Regions from separate parts of the Gossypium hirsutum genome. Here region 1 is linked to region 2. A link is a contact called in public Hi-C data. All regions are on one chromosome and are shown on one strand. The core of a region is the stretch at or near the end of the contact, and the rest is flanking DNA. Distances in the headings are between cores, read along the strand shown. Region 1 has its middle 6.3 kb from the start of LOC121214371. Region 2 holds the start of LOC107917714 (WD repeat-containing protein 44).

What was found. A called contact is a pair of places that touch in the nucleus more often than the background predicts.
Region 1: a Hi-C map of leaf shows a contact between it and region 2, with 1.6 times the contacts expected there. The contact joins the enhancer-like site here to the promoter of LOC107917714 in region 2.

Annotation. Positions count from the first base shown.
Region 1 is chrD01:7,708,403-7,712,715 of Gossypium_hirsutum_v2.1, reverse strand. No RefSeq gene overlaps it. Among protein-coding and RNA genes, the nearest start is that of LOC121214371, 6.3 kb to the right of the region's middle. Within about 2 kb of position 2,770, at least 1 of the 9 cell types and tissues checked has an H3K27ac peak or open chromatin away from gene starts, as enhancers often do. A contact at or near this core is called in leaf, where this site is marked.
Region 2 is chrD01:7,521,173-7,525,902 of Gossypium_hirsutum_v2.1, reverse strand. LOC107917714 (WD repeat-containing protein 44) reads left to right here and starts at 3,042. Exons shown (of 7, transcript XM_016846996.2): 1 at 3,042-4,730. The coding sequence starts at 3,411.

The DNA.
Region 1 (4,313 bases), core at 1,521-4,020, 190 kb before region 2:
AAAAAAAAACACTAAGGACAATGGTTAAATGGATAAAAGATTAAAACTGTAAACTAATGATGGAATTAAATTAGATTTCAAAAATAAAAGATTTAAAATTTTAAAATATCAACCTTCTTTTAACGCGAATGACAGAGTTTGACCGTTCATTATCATTTATTCTCAGCAAGATGAATGCGTCTTAGCACGCTTAAACTATCGTTATAATCCCTTTAAAAGTTTTGAATTTTTAACTGTACTTTGGTCCGTAAATTTATTAGTATTATTATAACATCATTATGGATCCCGAAATCAAAATTAATTTGATGATTCTTATAGAATTTTACATTTTAAAATTTCATTGAAATTAGAAAATTATTTGGCTTTTGACCAAAGTGGAAGAGGGGAGTTTTCTTGACTAATGGGTACGCATGCATTTGCGTCACAATAAAATAAGTAAATAAATAAAACTTGTGCCGACAATGAAAGAGAATCCCAATTTTCTAAACATTTTCCGGCTGCGTTTTCTGTAGGATTCTTTTTCATCTTTTCCACATGTATTAATTCGCTTTAATTATTCTACTTAGACTTTATTCTCTCTCTTTTTTTTTTTGTTATTAAATGAGAATACTTTTTTTACATCTTAATAAAATTATCATATTTTAATTTTTGGTTTTAAAAAATTTAACATTGATTAAATATTTGCAATATATTGATAAAAGTTTGAAAAAAAAAATTATTATACTCCACAGGTATTCCATGTGGCGACATTTAATTTTATTTTGATTTAAGTCTAGATTAAACTCTACTAAGATGGTAATTATTATATTAGGGATGGGGCTAGTAGGAGGCTCGACCCCCTAAAATAAGAAATTTTCCTTTTAATCTTTTAAGATTTTTAAAATTTTAATTTAATAATAGTAAAATTGTACTTAAGCTCTCAAAAATGATAAAGAATCGATTTAGTCCTTTAAAAATTATAAATATTTAATTTATTAAAATAGTAGAATTATATTTTTACTATTATAAAAAAATATACAATTTAATTCTAATCTCTTAAAAAATTTTCAAGTTCACCCTAATTAGGAACCCACTTTAAACCCTAATTTGCCCATAAATATCTTCCTTCCAAGATTAAGAGGATGATCAGAACAATAAAGAGAACATGACACATACAATAAAACCATCACTCTGCTAATATGCTTAAGGGTGTGTTTCACTAGATGGAAAAGTGAAAAAAAATTGATTGCGCTTAGTTGAAAATAAAAGTGAGAGGAAAATAAAAGTGAGATCATTTTTCATTATAAAAAATCAATCCTTTCAAATAGAAATGGTGAGATGAGAGAAAATAAGAGAAATGCCTATGTTAATTTAAAATTATGTACTTTTCAAATATATATATATTTAACCATTACCAAATAATGAATTAAAAGAAAATTACATTTCTTTCCTACCAAGACACCTATAATATATATTATATATAATCAGATTCAACCTTTTAAAACTCCGTTCTATTTCTGATTTTTTTGATGTGCATTCGTAAAAAAAACTTACAAGGGGATCCTATGGCTTTTATAGCCGAATCCTATTATTAAACTATCCTCTATCTGCCTATTTACTGTCATTTCTGTTAGCATGCTCTATGGTTGTATTCAATTTCTTTGCAGGTGTCAGAGGCGTGGTGATGGTGTGTGAGGAGATAAAGCGGCGCGCATGGACAGAGGCGGCGGTCAACGGCGCCCTAGGGTTTCTCCTTTGTTGCTGCAACAAATTGTTTGTGGGCTAGGGTTGTATTGGGCCTAAGGTATTTTATTTGGGCTGGCAAAATTGGGTTTATTTTTTTATGTAAAATGGACTATGGGTATTTTATTTGTTATTGGGCCCGGGCGAAATCTGGGCTTTACACCTATATTAATTAAAAATTATGTACTTTTCAAATATATATATATCAACATTACCAAATAATGAATTAAAAGAAAATTATATTTTTTTTCCTACCCAGACACCTATAATATATATATATAATATGTTCCAAAATATAGATTTGAAATGCAAATATATTTGGGGTCGAAGATTTTATAAGCAAAATTAGATTTAGATACTAAAGTCTTTTTCTTTCTTGAATTAAATCTATTCAGATTTAGGGGTTTTAGTTTAATTTTACCATCCATTCTTAAATTATGATTCATATTTTAAGTTAGTTTATAAATTTTAAAATATTTTAATTAAATCTTTAAAATATCAATATTGTATTAATTAGATTCTTTTATTATTCTAGCATCAGTTTGTGTGCTAAATGTCAATTTGAATTAAACACAAAACATGTTTAAAACTCGTGAATTAAATTTTAAACACACATATCTAGTGCATGGACAATTTAGATTTGATGCGTTAAAGTAAAAATAGTGTCATCAGAATTTTGAAGTGTTACTTCTTTTTCTTAACACATTAGATTTAAGTTGTTCATGCGATAAGTACAAACATGTTTCGATTTTGATTCATATGTTTCAAACATGTTCCGCATGAGATCTAAGCTAACATTTAACACCCAATTTGATAGTTAAGTTGAAGAAGAACGTAATTGATACAATGCTGATATTTTCAGGATTTAGTTAGAATGTTTTGAAGTTTGATGACTAATTTAGAGTTTAGGTCATAGTTGGGAGATGCAGGATAAATTTTCTTTTTTTGTTTCTTTAACATCATTTTACATTTTAGTATATAATATGGGCCAATTTTGAGAAAATTGTGTAAGTGGCCCTTATATATTGGATAGGCTGGATAATCTGGGCTCAGATTAGTGTTGTTGTTAACCCAGCCCAAATACTCACCAGATTAGCATTGCATTACCCTTCAATTATCTGTCGACCTTAGATTAGAACTATCCATATTTGATTTCGAGACAATCGGTTGGATCTAAATTCAAAGTAAATATATTTAAATTTAGTTATAAAAATATATAAATTTCAAAATAAAAAGTTTAATATTATTATAATATACAAATAATAAACTTGAGTTGTCGGGCCACAAACTAAACCGACCCAATTCGTACGTAAGTCTAGCCAGAATCTATAATGATTGAAATTAAAAAAATATTATAAAAGCTTTAAGGTTAAATCACTTTTAAGAGCTTGAATTTAACAATTACTTTTCATTGGGTTTGAATTTTTTTTGTCTAAATTAATTCCTAAATTTGATTTAACCCAAAATAATGATTTAACTTGAGGTTAAAAAGCTTAATTTTATGTGTAGATGCTTTCTTTTTCTAAGTGGATTTCTTAAATATCTACTTTTGCTCAAATTTGTCCATTTCTGGAAAGTAATTAATTAAAGATCTTCCTATTTTATTTATTGGATTAATTATTAATTAACTAAAATTCTTACTTATGCTATACATTGGTGAATTGTTTATATTTATTAAAATGTGTTGTATTAAATGAATTTTGTTATGAATATCTTATTAAGTGAATGTCCATCATGATCAAGATAAAGTTTTAATGTACAAACGAGAAAGAATAAATAATTTATTTGAAATTAGGATTGAGTGATATTTTTTTTGTGGGAATGAGTCTAGTTAATATGATAGGGGAGCCTAGCCAATATCCAACTCACGGCGATCCCTATTTATTTTTTGTCTCATTGCTTGGATTTTTTAAAATTTATATCTTGTTTTATTTTACTTTTATTGTGTTTTTGGGTCCATGATTTTTTTCTCTTGCTTATATGGTTGATTTCATAATATGAAACGAATTTTGAAGTTTATAATTCTTATCTTACTTTGTTTTTGTTTTTTAATTTTAAATCTAATTTTATAAATCTCTACTATTATTGGGATTGCATTCAATGGATTGCACATTTTTTCATATTACATTCTTTGATTTTAGAATATCTATTAATTTTAGGGACTTATTTCAACCGATTGTAGCACCAAGAATTTTTATACTTGAACAATCAATTTTGAATAAAATATGCATTACTTAGTAAAAAATATTGAATTTTTTATTCAAAATTAATTTTTGATAGCACCAATATTTTTTTAATTGGATAATGATGTTAAGGATAAGACACTATATTATTTAATAACACTTATATTTTAAATCATAGAAAAAGAGTATTGCGTTTTTAACAAACAAATCTTGTGATGTTGTTTAACACAAGCATGACCTTTTTGGAGTAAAAACATTATTGTAATTTGAGCAATATAAATTACGAATTAAAAATGAATATGTTAAATAGAAGTCAATGGTGATAAGAAAGTTCAAAAAAGGTATAATAAATTGTTTAAAATTTGAAATTTTATAATAAATAGTTAACATTTAGTTTCAATGCATCAT
Region 2 (4,730 bases), core at 1,793-4,292:
CTAAAGGCTTTTTAGGGTTTAGCTTCTTGGGTTCTTCTCATTTGGCTAATAATTATATTATAAAAATTCATGCACGAGCTCCTCATGCTTAATGTTCAACAATGAGTTGTAATTGTACCCTTTTTGCTGCAGATTTGAAAGGGGTAAAAGATAAGACATTTCTTCTTTATAGGGTTTTTTTTTTAAAAAAATGGGATTTTGATAGCTATGTTATGTAGGTTTAAAAACAATATTAGTCCTAAGCATGTTTGTTTGTGTCTGGGGGTTCATTTTTCAAGGTCATATGTGTATATATATATATGTAGTCCTCTATTATTGTTTTGTTAGTGAATCATTTCTTTAATTTTGTTTTGCAAGTTGTTAATTAGGTTTCAAAAGTCACCCCATTTTTCATGGAAACAATATTTTAAAACTCTATATTTACATCTAATAAGTCAAAAATAAATACACAATACTAAATTGATTTTTGTAATTTAGAAATTTACTTTTTTAGGGTTAATACAAATTTTTATTTTTAAATTTTACAATTAAGTTTATTTTGATATTTATATTTCTTTTATTCACTTCAGTACCTAAATCTTTAATGCCTGAACTTGAAAAAATATACTAAGTTTGATAATTTTATATCCTGGGATTGTACCACGTCATTAGGCCAACTTTTTTACGTGATGATGTAGCACAATATTAGAGCGTTAGGTCATTAAACATTTATATTTTTTTCAAGTCAAAATGAACCTCGCTTAAGTTAAGATATCAAATTTAGGGACCAAAAATTACATTAACCCTTTCTTTTACAAACAACACCTCATTTTTCAAATATAGAAAAGATTATTAAATGGTTAAATTTATTCTGCATATTCATAAATTTATGTCCATTGTTATTGACATTATCCAAAAACATTAACTACTTCCAACTTGGAAGATAAAATAAGGATTATAAACTTTAAAATTGCATTTCAAAATTCACGTATATATTGAATAAGTCTAGCAATATAGGCATGGTTGGGGTTGGAGTGGAAACCAAAGGCATTTACAAGTAACACGTGATTAAAGGTATTATATGATGATTAAAATCAAGAAAAGGAAACCTTTTTTCTGTCTTTGACTTGCCCCGTCTTTTTTATTCAATGTGTTGTGTTGACAAACATCATCCCCACACCCTAAGGCTTAGGTCTCTAAGACTACTCCACCACCCCCATTAACACCCTCAATTTTATGTATACCTAAAACACTCGTATGCTCAAATTATAGCAAACCTCTTCTCTTTAGCATTTGCCATTCATTCTCTCATGGCTAAATGGCCAAAACACAATGCTACCTTACTAGATAGTTTTAAAATTTTAAAGGTGGACTTACAAGGTTAGTTATTAAATTACAGGTAAGTTTTTGTTTTGGTCATTGAACTATTCAAAAATTTTCATTTAAGTTATTGGAGTATTAAAATCAATGTTATATGGATTTCTCTGTTTATCCTGTATGCACCAATTGAAAGCTCTCTTTCTCTTTAATAATTCAGTTTTTTTTCGTGAAACAACTTTGGATGTCACGAATTGGTAAACCAGAATTCAAATAACTATTTTCTTCGATCTTGACATTGACCGTCAAATCGACTTGGGTCAAGGTACATTCTTCTAGTCATCGATGGGTACTGATCAATTGTATTGATTGTCAAATCGTTACTTGGAGCTCCTTGGCAGAATTTAAAAAAAAACTTAACAACCCAGTAATTCAAATAAAAAACTTTTGAATAGTTCAATGATGAAATTACAATTTTTTTAGTTGACTAAAATAAAATTTTTCCAATAATTTCATGACTAATGGTGTAGTTTACCCAAATTTTTTAGTGAATTAAAATATAGTAAAATGTAACCTAACAGTATCATATAGTAGAAAATTTTCTTTTATCGAAATTGTGATACTCATTGTCGTCATAGTTATTAATCCCTTCATCATGGAAGCTCTCCGAAAAGATAAACAATTAATCATGAAATGTGTTTCATTCTCATGAGCAGACATCAAACTCCGACCATGTAATCAAAAGATTTTTAGTACATATATATATGTTTTGTTTTGGGGTTATCAAAGCATAGATAATGACCCTTCATACTTATTAATGTTTCTACCACATGAAATCTAGCAGAAATAAAGAAAGAAAAAAATATCCACCTACATGTTGAAAAAAACATCATCATCTAAGCTTACTATAAAAGCAAAAAAGGTGAAATTTTGAAACCCCAAAAGAAAAGAGAGAAATATTAATAAAAATGGTCCCAAAAAGTGGTTGAAATTTAAGCTATGGGATGTCATCTTGACTTAATAGTAATGGGCTGGGTACCATGTACCAACAGTTGGTAGTTGCTTACATTTAGCTCTTCTTTTTCTAACAAGTCAACAAATGCCAGTTTTAGCTTTAGGCCCAATTTCCTTTCTTCTTTCAACTAAAAATATGTTATGATATCGAAATAGATCAAATAAATATTTTAAAAATACATCAACATATTAAAAAAAAATTTACATGATTCTTGAATTGGTATATAAAATTTTTTATCTTCTCATTTGATTTGATTTGTTAAATACTAAATTATGTCTTAGTTATGAAAAATAATATTTTTATAATAAAAATAAATATATCAACTTTTGCTTCATAGTTGATAGTGATACACCTTTATTTCCTTTTTCTTTTTCCAACTTCTGAATTGACCAAGGCATGTTATAGAATACACTTTTTGTCTATTTAATTTATGGATATAAAAATAAATATTTTATACTCGAGTTTTATTTAAATTTATTAATTTCGATGTAATAATAATTAAAAATAAAAAAAATTTATATGATGACTTGATGATTAAAAGTGTTCATCATTTTAAGTGTAGTCTGAGTTCGAATTGTATTTACTGTTCGGGCTTTACTAAAAAAAATAGAATTGGGATGTTTTATGAAGAAGGAAAGTGCAAAAAAGAGAGCGAATGAAAATGGAATTTCATTAAAGAAAGTAAATGTATATATATAAAATACTTTTCTTTAAGCTCTCAAAATGTTTCCATTTGTTTGATTAGTAGGAATATTTTATTTGGAAGAGAGAAATGATCCATTCACCTTTCACCTTTCACAGTTCACATTTCAATAGAGCCCCATCCCCCCAAAAACCAAAAACCAACAAAACCATATCAATTTTCCCCTTCACTTCTCCCACACAAAGACATCACCAAACCCCAACTCTCTTTCCTTCCTCCCCCTAACCCATGCCTTCTTTTTCTTTCCTTTGGATCTGATTTTCTCTCCCTTTCCTTCCCTCCAAACACTGTTTTCCCCCTTCCCATCCTTTGATCCAATCCAAACCCAGATTTTGTTTGGCTTGGTTTTGATGGTTCATTTGTCCAATTTGAAATGGGAATGCTCATAAAGAAAGCATGAGCAAAAACCCCATTGATAGAAGCAACAACCAGAAAGACAAGGATTCCACCCAAGGAGAAGAGGGGACAGAAGGAAACAAAGGTCAAGGGCAAGTAGTTGTTCAAGTAGTCGAAGAAGAAGAAGAAGAGTATTTTTACGAATCCCTTGATCGCATTGCTTCTTCTAATTCTTGTTCTTGTTCCAACTCAACTACTCCTTCGTCTGACTCGGATTCCGACCCAGTTACCCGTTCCAGCAATGCCCGCCACCCATTTCCCGTCCCGAAATTCCCCATGGCCGTTTCCAAGTTCGACATCTGGATCTCAGAACCCGCCTCCGTTTCCGAGAGAAGAACTCGGCTGCTCCGTGAAATGGGTCTTAGCCGCGACTCTGGTCTTTCCCGGTCAAGACCCGGCTCAGAAACGGAACTGGGTCTGGGACGGGCAATGGGTGCCGGTGATGCTGGAGGAAGAGGAGTGCAGCTTGAGAGAAGATCAGTTTCTTCAGATCGGTTGGTAAAAAAAGAGTCAGAGGAGCAAGATCGTGGAGTTGAAAAGGGAAGTAGTTCCTGTGGAATTGTACGATCGAAATCAAACGGTGATTGTAATGAGCTTGCTGTTTCTTCTTCTCCTTGTTTATCTGTCTGTCCCAATTCCTCTTCGATTCTTTCTGTTGGTTTATCTTTTGCAAATAAGAATAATAATACCGAATGCGATCGTATTAATGTTGCGGCTCCTAACTTAAGAACCTGCGAAAGCAATGGATCTACTTGTAATAAGCCGCCCACTGGGCGGAGTAGCAAGAGTGTGAATGGGGAACTTGGGTCTAAATCATTTGATGGTGGAGACGATGCGGCGGGGAATGAGGTGGATTCTAGTGAACAGGTATGTACCATTAAGAACCTTGATAATGGGAAAGAGTTTGTAGTAAAAGAGATTAGAGATGATGGGATGTGGAACAAGTTGAAGGAAGTTGGGACTGGGAGGCAGTTGACCATGGAGGAGTTCGAGATGTGCGTTGGGCATTCTCCGATTGTTCACGAACTGATGAGGAGACAGAATGTGGAAGAGGGTAATAAGGATAGTGCAGATTTGGATGCCAATGGCAGTGGTGGTGGTGGTGATGTTTCCAAGTTTAAGAAGAAAGGGAGTTGGTTTAAGAGCATAAAGAGCGTTGCGAGTAGTGTCACTGTAAAGGGCCATAAGGAAAGGCGAAGTAGCGAAGAAAGGGATACCTCATCTGAGAAGGGTGGAAGGAGATCGAGTTCTGCCACGGATGATAGCCAGGATGTTTCTTTTCATGGGCCGGAGCGTGTGAGGGTGAAGCAGTATGGAAAA